Linked DNA regions of Mus musculus: region 1 is linked to region 2. Evidence: chromatin contacts called from public HiChIP or PLAC-seq data. All regions are on one chromosome and are shown on one strand. The core of a region is the stretch at or near the end of the contact, and the rest is flanking DNA. Distances in the headings are between cores, read along the strand shown.

Region 1 (5,451 bases), core at 2,485-4,984, 39 kb after region 2:
TAAAGTAACCATTTTGGATCTGGAAATGGCTTAGGAGTCTGGTGGCGCTTCGTCTGCTCATCCTTAGCTTGGCGTGATCTGGCTGATACAGGTCACCATGCAAAGTGTCTCATGCAGTATGTTTTATTTTCCTCTTTATTAAAAACCACACAGAGACCCACGTCTATAATCTTTGAAGGTTTAATAATGATAGGCATTTTTGCTGGTAGCTTTTTTTGCATGTTCTTAGTTCTTTTCTCATTGCACCCTTGGCTAATGTATAGTTTAACTGTCAAAGAAGAGAAGGAGTTAACAGTCTAGAAACATAGCACATACTAGAAACACAAGTCTGCATCGATTCGCCGCATACTTATTCCCATGAGTAAGATATTACAGTGGGCCAGGGGGGAGACCGTGGTGAGATGGCTTCTGTAACTTTCTCTGTAAATTATACATGTCCATAGCGTGTTAGTTACTCTTGTATAAAGCCATCTCATAGTTCCCTAATACACAAAGCTTTAGTAGGGGAATCTGACCAAGACAGCGAGTGTAACCACGTAACTTCTAGGTGAATGTCTCAAGATTGTCGAGGGCAAAGCAGAGGGCAAAGCACTTCCAGGGGCTGGGTGGAAGAGCTCCTCTGACAAGGTCTAAACCTCACTCAGAAGAGGCCAAACAAATCCTTAGTTAAAACAAGCAAGCAAGCAAGCAAGCAAGCAAGCAAGCAAGCAAACAAACAAACAAACAGAAATCCACCCCGCCCCCACCCTGGGCACACCTGGGTTTGTAGAAATCAGCCTGCACAAAGACAGTACCCTGAACACAGGACACACCACACAGCCAGACTCCAGGAGTCACCTTGGCCCTTCCAGTTCTGCTCCAACTTCAGAGCATCGGGCTGTGGTGTGCATGGAGCTCAGTTCCAAGCTAGGACCAATAAAGCACAGTCACCCTGGTGACTTGGAACATGCTAACCCAAGCCAACGACTCCCAAAGAATCAGGTTGGTGCTGCAGAAATCCACTAAACTCTTGACCACCACCGTCTTTTATCCAGACCCTGAGACTGTCAGATCAGTGTCTGAGAATAAACTGATAACCTGAAAACAGCAACAGTCTGCATGAAGTTTCCATGTTCCAAAGATACTGTGCAGGAATTTGCATTGTGTCTGAAGCTACAGTCTAGAAAGATACGACCTTGTGATATGAAACTGAGTCCTACACATACTGAGGCTGTTCATATGGGCTATCTCAGGGACTAGTATCTGGGGTCCCTCTTGCTTTTATTCATCTAGTAGGCTTTATTATTATTTTTTTTTACATGAAACTGTGTGTTTATTCCTGCACTGAAATTGGTGAGTAGATTGTCAAGAGCCCAAAAGGGCTTATTCAATGTATAACAACCGTGTGCTTCAGAAAGATGGCTGGTGATGCAGAGGCAGCGTCTCAGCTCTTCCTTGTTTAGTAGGTTCCTGAAATGGTCACCAGGACCCAAGAGCTGGCTAGTCGTCTCTCCACAGTCCTTTCCCAAACACCTACAGCTATGCAATAGAGATATATTGGCCACAGATGCACAGCAGGTTAGCAGCCAGCTTCCTTAGCACCAAGCCACACTTCCTAGCTTGGCTCCCTTCCCTTCCTAGAAAAAAGACAACTACCTAAACCTAGCCCAGTGAGGAGCAATTCAGAGGGCATGAGAAACTAGGGAAGGCAAAGTGTTAAAAGCCAACAGCACTCTGTGCACATGTAAGCTTTGTCTAGTCTCTTGACTGCTTGCCCTGGAAAAACTCTCAGGTCACATTCTCTTTTTCTTTCTTTCTTTACATTTTTTTTAAAAAGAATTTTTTTTAGCTTGTTTTGGTTTTGTTTGTTTGTTTGTTTTGTTTTTCTTTTTGTGAGACAGGGGTCTTACTATGTGGCTTGAAACTCTGTATTAGTCTTTTCTATTCAGTGCTGGGATTGCAAATATGCCCCCATCATACCTGATTGAAAACGAACAATCCTATCACTCCACCAAGATGCAACCAAAGGAATTAAAAGAAATATCTTAATTTCTTTCTTACATGATGCTAGGGACCAAAGTCAGGATTGTTGCATGCCAGGCAAACACTCTTCACCAAGCTAGATCCCCGCTTCACGTCCTCTGCCCTCTCCCCTCCCTCCACCTCTTGGTGAGATGGTTGTAGGTAAGGATTTTTACAGTGCTTTATGATAGGCAACTTTGAGAGTGCTTTAACCATCTGAAGAGTGAACAGCCTCTAATTCTACAAAGTCATGATTTTAAAGGGCAGTAGCCACACGTTTCCAGTTAAACTTATGAATTAAATAAAACAAAATAACAACAATAACAGCAAAAACAAAAGCTTGAAAGAAACCCAGTAACTTCAAGATGTTTTCTCAGCCCTGCAGTAGTTAGCGTCTGCCTTCCCCACCCCACAGAGCCTGGGGAGAGGTTTCGAAGTATGAACCGATTTGGGGGACTTAGTCTCCAGGCACAGTTATCCACAGGGCAAAGGAGGAAACAGAGGAGGGCCGGGACATCTCATAGTTGTTTATAAGAAAAGGCAGCTTTCACAGGGCCATTTCTGCTGAGTGTAGCTTCCAGTCCTGCCCCACACCGCCAATAATGCAGAGTTAATTCAATGGACTAACCCATTATAGTGTAGCGCAAGGTAAGGTTGAGAACACTCAGGGGATGATATGGCCCAACAGGGAATTTTAATGGGCATAGTTACAGATCAGGCATGGTGCCGTCATATCGGAGTCCACGTGAATGGCGTTGTGAAGGACACAACGTTCTCGGCCCTAACAAAGGCTAAGTGGTGTCCAGGCAGTTACGGGGTCCTGGTGTTTTGAGGACAAACACTAAATTTCTTGACATCCCTCCAACCCCCACCCCAGGCTCCTTATTGCTGCCCAAGAGATAGACTGTTCATAGCCATTCTTCCTTCACCTTCCGTCTCCCAAACATCTCTGTAGAGTATAAGGGGAGGGGTGTAGACTCATAGACCATTGATTTGGAAACTTCTTTTTCCTCAAAGGGCAGCCAAGCACTGCCACCTCCGCTTGCAGCCATTGCCGCCAGTCGCTCCTGAAAGGCCAGGAGAGTCCGCAAGGTGGCGCTGTCCTAGACCCGCGCCCGCAGCGGGTGCCAAGGGCACGGAAAGTGTGCGAGTGGGAGTTCCCGGGGGGTGCCCAGACCGAGAGCATCCAGGGAGGTCGACTGTTGTGGGCGCTGGGTAGGTGAAAGGTTTGGCTGGGCTCAGACCACTCCAGATCTGCCCAGGTGACCTGTGGCCTCGCCACCCCAGCAACCCCAACTCTTTCTTCCCGACCTGGTGTGCTGGACTCTGAGGTTGTCTGTATCACGCCTATCTTGACCTGGCTCCCAGGTCCCCGATCATGGTCTACCCCTGTAGGCAACTCTCCTCCGAGGGAGGCGCCCTGGTCGTCTAGTCCCTCCTGGTACCCACTGGAGAGGACCACAGGGCACACCGCTCAGCTATCCTTCCCCAGTAGAGGTGCAGCGCTCTCCGAGGAGACGCAGCTACTCACCGCGGAGCCTCTCTCGCCTTGCCCAGGGTTCCCATGGTCGCGGCTCTCTGCGCCCCTGGAGCCGTCTCACCTAGAGCGGTGGGATCGGCTCGGCCGGGCGCCGCGCATCCCTCGGCCGCCGCTGGCCCTCGCAGCCCGGAGCCGACCACTCTTGGAGCCCGGCGAGCCGACCCAGGCTCACCCGCAGGCACAAAGTTTGTGCGAGCGCGCTCCCTACGCTCGCTCCCGCGCGCGCACACACTCTCTCGCACCAACCACCTGACAGGCGTTGATGTTATCATCAGGCTGGAGGAAACGTGGGGCGCCCTCAGTTCTTCTTCGAATCCTGCCCCCATTACTTGGTAGCGCCCCGAGGAGTTGCGCCGCCCTAGCGTCTCCCTTCATCCCCGCCTGCCATTCATCTCTCCCAGCCCAAGAGTTAGGTCCGAGGGGTGCAGAGTGAGTTGCCCCGAAATTGACAAAGCTAGAGCCTTGCGAAGAGTTGCCTCCACCCAAGGCTACGAGTCCCCTAGGGGGGTGGGGGTGGGGGCTCTGCTGAGACCCTTTCCCGGATGGCAGGACTGTCTTGTATGTATCAGTGAGGGTACACAGTCGGGTCTGGGCAAGGAAGGCAGAACCCCCCTAAACTACTACGCACTTAGTTCTCTTTGGCATATTTAAAAAAAGAGAAGACTTAGCTGTGTGCACTGCACTACGGAGGAGGCGGTGGGTGTGGAGGTGAGCTGTCAGGTTAGAGGCTGCTGCTTGGGAGTTTGTGGGTGTGGTAGACCAAGAGAGCCAAGTGGGAGTGGAAGGCTAGGGGAGGGGCTTTCTTGCAATGTCAGCGTGCCAGCAGACCTGGCCAAGAGGGGAGACCTACCTGCTACTTGTCTGGAACATGGCCACGGTAATACCAACAGCTAATGCTGATCCAGTGCTGTTTCCTACATGTTACCTCGTTAAGCCACCCCTCCAAACGCAAAGAGGGCACTGCGTAAGATTTAGAGAACACCAGGCTCTCACAGCCAGTAAACCGAAAAGAGAGGTGGCCCAGACTGAGCTCTGCCTGGCGTCTCTAAGTCCCTGCTGGACTGGCCTAATAACACCCTCGTTATTGCTATCACATCCCGTGATCTTCCCAGCCACAACGTTCTGGACTTTAAGACCTCCTTCTGCTATAACGCGTGCATTTCCTCATGTTTATGTGCAATGTTGTCCTAGAAAAGAATTCAGGATCACTTACAAGAATACACAACCTACAAAAATAAGTATGAGAAACAACAGCAACAAAACAAGGCCGATAAAATGGGGCCAGAAGTGGAGAGCAGTCTAAAATTACATACCAATGTATGCTTACACATTTGGAAAACAGAATCTACTACACACTTGCTTCAAAGGGGTCAGCCAAGCCCAAGAGGAAGGTCTACATAGTTCAGTTCCTTACATATGAAAGACACCCCCACCCCCACCCCCCAAAAAAGGAAGAAAACAAAAAGAAACAGAAAAAAAATGTTTAAAAGATCCGAGGTTCTTGTCACAGAGCCTGAAAAGACGTTTCTCCTGAGGATACTCCCGAGCATTAGTGATGTCACCTCGGGGTCATGCAGGATGAGGGCAGAACAGATACAGGCAAACATAGAGATGAAGACGGTATGCAGGGTGGCGTCACTGGGAGCAGTTTTGGATGAGGTGAGAGCCCCCCTTACTTTTCCCAAAATGATGGAATACTTGTGATAGATCCAGATAGTACTCACCTGAGACCTCCCGTGAGCTTCACCTACTCCTCCCTCAGCAACCTGCCTCCCCTAACCTTCTAAAACTCATGTCAGCTTCCTTTCCCTCTTCACCTCCTGTCCTGTGCACAGTCTCCTGTGCATATGAAGCACTTCCAACTGGGCACCAACTGTCTCCTTCTTCCCACCCCATCTTGCCCCCTTTCC
Region 2 (5,678 bases), core at 1,543-4,042:
ATAAAGAAGAAAACATAGACCCTTGATTATCCTTTTATCCTTCTCTTATGCAAACTCATAAATCTAAGAGGAATAAGAATAAAAAAATCTTAAGCACAGGTACACTGGAGGAAATCCACTGTTTGGCTGACTTTCCAGTATTAAGGTCTTTGTTGTCCAGGGGCAGCCATCAGTGTCCAAAGGCAGCTTGCAATGTTAGAGGCAGCATACAGTATCAGAGGCAGATTACAGTGTCAGAGGCAGACTACAGTGTCAGAGGCAGAATACAGTGTCAGAGACAGCATACAATGTCAGAGGCAAACTACAGTGTCAGAGGCAGCCAATAGTGTCAGAGGCAGAATACAGTGTCAGAGGCAGACTACAGTGTCAGAGGCAGATTACAGTGTCAGAGGCAGAATACTGTGTCAGAGGCAGAATACAATGTCAGAGGCAGAATACAATGTCAAGGCAGCTTAGTGTCAGAGGCAGCCATCAGTGTGAGGAAGCCTACACAAGGCTGGGAGGGAGAGGTAGGGAGGACCAGCAGGAGACACATTGTAGGCAGCAGCTTTTCATCCCATCTCACGCCACACAGTCTCCAGATCACAGACACATTACCTGACAAAATAGCAGATCTTCAGGCAAACTCCTGGAGAATTCTTTTCCAGGGCATCCTTATATGTAGGGTCATGGTTAAGGAAAATGGAAGCTGTATTATAGAAACCATAAAATACTTTGGAAGTATTTATCAAGTTAATCCCTAAAATGTGGGCAAATTGCCTCTTGTATATGCCCAAGTGACTAGGAGACCAACTGAATGAATGAGTTAGAAAGAGATCCCTTTTGTCTTTTAAAATTTTTATAGTAACTGATGTATGCATAACTAGGCAGTGATTTAGAGAACTCTCTATATGTATTCAAATGCATTGAAAATTAACACCAATACCATGAACATCACACACACACACACACACACACACACACACACACACACACACACACGGTAGGCATTAGTTGACTAACCTTGTATACTACCTGGCAAGACAGACAAAGCGATGGAACAATACAAAATCATACAACCAAAGAGCATTGTATCAGTCTTTATAATTATGAATATTTTGAAAGAATAGAAGAACATCCCGGTGTTTAAATGACTTTTGAGGTACAAGGCAAGGATATTTGTTTATTTAAGAATCAGATGAGAACTCTAGTCCAGTGGTGAATGCGGTGTGACCTAACATCTTTCTTCTTGACATACTGAAGAGCAAGCTACCTCCCTGTCTATCCCACAAGGCTATGGCTTCTTTCTCTTTTAACAATGGGGACAGGATAATTGCAACAACCAGCTGAGAGCGCGTAACTGGAATGGAATCGGCCCTCTCTCAGTAGGTGTGAAACTACTAGAAACCTTTGGAAAACTTTGAGTTAAACACAGAAAAGGCGGTGTTCAAGAACCACAGTGTTGTGTTAATGAGGAAGGCCTAAGTGCATTTTGAAATCATGTATACCTCAATGATTTTGAGCATCTTGGACCCACAGGTTTGAAACTTCAGTGTTAGACATTTGACTTAAGTGCAGTAGATAAGTGGTTTTAAGTTTAAATCTTACTTATTTTATGCTCAGTTTTAGAATACCTAAGATAATGTTAACCCATTGGATAAATTGCAGCTCAAGAAAGATAAACCTAAAATGTAAACCTTAAAGGTGAGCAAACTAAACTGGAAAACACAAAGAATTATGGAAAAATGTGTAATTTTAATAAATAGAGGACTAATTTGGAAATTAAATGTGAATATTATTTATCTCTTATTAAATATATCCTTGAAATTAGAGCAAGTGCACACTCAGGTCCTCCCAGGTCCTCATGTGATCTCTCCCCTGAGCACACTTGCACACAGGGTCTTCTCACTCAGAAACCTTTTGTGGGTAGTTTCACACAATGATGTCCTCCACCAATCTGTAGGCCCGAGATAATTTTTAAGTTTCCATTTGTCTATCATAAGCTGTTTTCTGGAAGGTCTGGACTGGTTTGTCCTGCTAACATTTTATGTATTCAGATGTATTTGTTAGCTTGCCCCTTGTGTTTTTGTTTTCCCTAACTCCTCTTAGCATACCAGTTTCTTTTCAACTCTGCATTGGCTCTGTATTTTCAATTGTAGGCAACAATACCATTGCCTAAACAAGAAGCAGCAGTCTTGAGCCTGCTGCCTTTGCCATGGCCCAGCAGCCAAGGGCTCAGGGACTTCCTCTTTCTGAAGGATGCTTGGAAGCTTCCAAGCATGAGGACTACCAAGGGCTGTAGAAAACACAACTCCTATGCACAAAGTACTGGGAAGCAAGGGAGGAGGGTACACTGCAAAACAAACCAGCCACTTTGACTTAACATTGAAATCTTAGCTCTTTCAAAAGAGGTGTGCGCGTGCGCGCATGTGAGGGTATGGTTTAGAAGTCCTTGGGGAAAGGCCTCAGAGGCATGGGCTCTCATGATGTCCAGTGCTTCTGTAAGGTATGAGCAAAGTCCACTGGGCCTGGCAGCTGGGAGGCCACAGCAACAGCAGAGGAAAGTCTGAGTGCTTGGGTAGCAGCCGCAGTCATGCTTAGCAGCTAGTGGGAGTAGAGATTGGAGATTGTGAAGGCAGACTATTTAAGAAGGTTTCACATCAAATTTCTAATCCTAACAGTCGAATAAAGGGGAAACAGGGTTAAGAGTTTATTTTTAGATGAGGGACATTTGAATGTGTCATGGCTGGGGAGCAGGTGCCACTGAAAGTCTGAGCAACAGCACAGAGGGGCGGGGGTAGAGTGTGGAGGATGTGATGGGCGGGCAGTGTAGGGGTTGCTGCAGAAACAGCATCCAGCGGTGCCCCAAAGGAGGCCACTCAAGTGCATGTAGTCCCGAGACCAGCACATTTTGAGGAAGGAGTGCTTAATTGCTGGTGTTGTTCACAGTTGCTGGTGCACAGAGTCATAAAAAAACAGGTTGAATTGGTTTGAAACGCTCCGCAGAGGCGGTGTCTACTCATCACAAGTATCTCTCATTAGGTGGCCCTCCCAACGCTCTACCCTGGTATACGGGTCTCTGAGATGGAAGATACAGCTTTATGGCAGTTCAGAGAAGGGCTGTTGTGTTTCCTTTTTCTATGCCAGATTGTAGTGTTTCTTGTGTTTCCTGGAAAAGGATTTGCACAGTCACATGTCCTGACTCAGCCCCAGAGACCTGGGCCTCAGGCGCTAGCTAACTGGTTTCATGTTTCTGACTGCACTTTTCCTTTGAGGACAATGGCTCACAGTATCACCAGCATTTTGAAGGAGAAAGCAGGCAACATCCATATCCTACTACAGGAGGTCTGACATAGGATTTTCCCTGTCCAATTTCATTATTGCAGGGGAGGCTTGTGATTGGACAGGGAAAAGGGAGGCAGACCGAAGAGTTACAGAGACAGAGAGGTCTCAGGAGGAGGGAGAAGAAGAATGGAGGCTGACATGGTGTTATCAAAAGCTTATAATAATTGGGTTAAAGCGTTATCATTATCAATTTTCTCTGAAATTATTTATTGGCATCTTGTAAAGTGTGATCTTATTGATACATAAATCTAATTAATTAACTATAAGCTTGAGTCTTGATTTTACCAGGTTATTAAACCGTGAGGATGGTGGATCTATTTGGCTACTGGAGTATGGGACTGCTGGTTACAAGGGATTATAGCAGAGAGGGAACTAGTGGCTCGCAGGACAAGTTAGACAGATGCTGAGGGGGCTAGCTCCAGAGAGTTGGCAGCTACGGTGGCAGGAGCATGGGAGCATGATCAAGTCTTGCAGAGAGTTGGCATCTATGGTGGCAGGAGCATGGGAGCATGATCAAGTCTTGCAGAGAGTTGGCGGGTTCAATTTTTAATATTTCCCACAACAGAGGTCCACATCGAGCAAGGTCTAACTAGCCCACAGTTAGTAATACAGTCTAGACCAAGAAGGCAATGTAGTACAGATCATGTAGCTAAACCTTTTCTCAGAGCCCAGGAGGGCTGAAGAACTCACAAGAAGTCCCGCAAGAAATGCACCATTCAGGATTCACAGTTGTCCTGGTAAGCCTGTGCAGCCTGAATATAATTTGCAACTAATGTATAATGAAAGATTAAAAAAATAATAGGCGATATTAATGTTACCTGCATTTGTATATTGACTTTCTTGACCATCTACCACAGAGAGAAATCTGCATAAATAATATTGTCTTACCTAAAGGAAACTACACACACAGGTGCAGACATATATAAACACACAGATTTGTGCACACATACCACACACACACCATTGCTCAAACACACAACCACATCCTTACAGGGAGAGTTAAAGGCACTTAATGCTCACTTTTACTCCAAATTAACTAAAATGAAAGCACACTTGAAGCAGCGGCATACTTTCTGATGCCCAAGGATATAGATTCATGACTTTTTGTAGCAGCTCGGCTGAGGAGATGATGATCCGGTGCATGGTTAGCATGACTTGTAACAGTTGGTTATTCCGACACAGGTTTCCATCCGCATCTGAAAGTGCAAAGAACAGCATGTGAGTCTCTCAGAAAGAGATGGGGGGTAGGGTGGGGGGTGGGACCCTGACCCTCTTTCAAAACTCCAGGGGACAGACAGCTTAGGGCTGTTCAAACACAGCTCTTTCAGCTGCCAGCACCTTCACCTTGTCTTTCCTCCTGGATTTTACCATCCTCCTGTACCCCTTGCCTATCCCTAATTGATTATGAAGCAAGAGGTGATAGTGTCTTATCAAAGGATAAAGTCTACATCCAGATGGAAAGCAGAGGTAGCTGTGGGATTTATGGAACCCACCATTTATGCAATTGGGGGTTGAGAGGGACTTTCTCTAGCATCAGAGTAGGAAGCCACAGGATTAATATGTAGTTAGAATAAATATCTTTCAAAAGTTTTACAAAGGCACATGGCTAGTTGGGTGCATTTCTAGGGCTGTCTCCTGGCCTTGGACACGCAAGTGAGGGTTCTCAAGTCCAAGTTGTCCTATTACTAAGGTCCCTGTGGTGAAATGAAAGTAAACATTACATATGAAGAGTGGTGGTGGACTTTGAGGGGCCATGATGATTTGCAAAAAGCACCACTAGCTGCGTATTTCCACATCCCATTGGGTAGCAAGCTGTGTTCTATACAGTAGCATGGAGGGTAAAGATGCCCTTTGGCGTGCTTTTCAGAACTGCCTTTGTTTCTATGGCATGGAATGTCAGGGGTTGTGCTGCTTATTTCTACCCTGTCTACTCACTGACTTTCACCATGAATCTCATTAGTCAGTAACACTTGCTAGCTGGGCTCCACTTGGCTTTAGTCTTTTGAAACAACCAGCAAGGAATGGGAGGAGAAAGAAGTTCAGGTTGTTTCTTTCTCATTCCTCTCTGCTTTGACCTGTTTTCTACCTCCTGAGTGAGTTGTCCCTCATGGCTAAGATGCTCTCTGGTCTCTCAGTCTTATCTCCTAACTTATTGGACCTAAGGAATGACTGCTGGTGGTTCAGTACTTCTGGTGTAACATCTTTCAATTTCATGCTTATCTCCACAAGTAGATCTATCTATATCTATTTCTATCTATCTATCTATCTATCTGTCTGTCTGTCTGTCTGTGGTGGTTTGTATATGCTCAGTTCAGGGAGTGGCACTATTAGAAGGGGTGGCCCTGTTGGAGTAG

Evidence for each region. HiChIP or PLAC-seq counts read pairs in DNA pulled down with a chosen protein or histone mark.
Region 1: a contact with region 2 is called in an H3K27ac HiChIP or PLAC-seq map of bone marrow-derived dendritic cells, with 2.8 times the contacts expected there. The contact joins the promoter of Rasgrp1 here to the enhancer-like site in region 2. A contact is called at or near these places in 3 of 39 promoter capture datasets (hippocampal neurons, macrophages and pre-B cells), 1 of 15 datasets of contacts at CTCF or cohesin (CD8 T cells), 28 of 484 Hi-C or Micro-C datasets (B cells, CD4 T cells, CD8 T cells and 17 more), 7 of 115 datasets of contacts at active chromatin or transcription factors (CD8 T cells, the SCID.adh cell line, Th17 cells and 3 more) and 3 of 9 other capture datasets (adipose tissue, liver and pancreatic islet).

What each region holds. Positions count from the first base shown.
Region 1 is chr2:117,339,143-117,344,593 of GRCm38.p6, forward strand. Rasgrp1 (RAS guanyl releasing protein 1) reads right to left here and starts at 3,735. Exons shown (of 17, transcript NM_011246.3): 1 at 3,533-3,735. The coding sequence starts at 3,567.
Region 2 is chr2:117,301,364-117,307,041 of GRCm38.p6, forward strand. Rasgrp1 (RAS guanyl releasing protein 1) reads right to left here. Exons shown (of 17, transcript NM_011246.3): 3 at 4,415-4,520; 4 at 598-660. Among named protein-coding and RNA genes, the nearest start is that of Rasgrp1, 39 kb to the right of the region's middle. Within about 2 kb of position 2,793, at least 73 of the 459 cell types and tissues checked have an H3K27ac peak or open chromatin away from gene starts, as enhancers often do. A contact at or near this core is called in B cells, CD8 T cells, Th1 cells and 7 more, where this site is marked.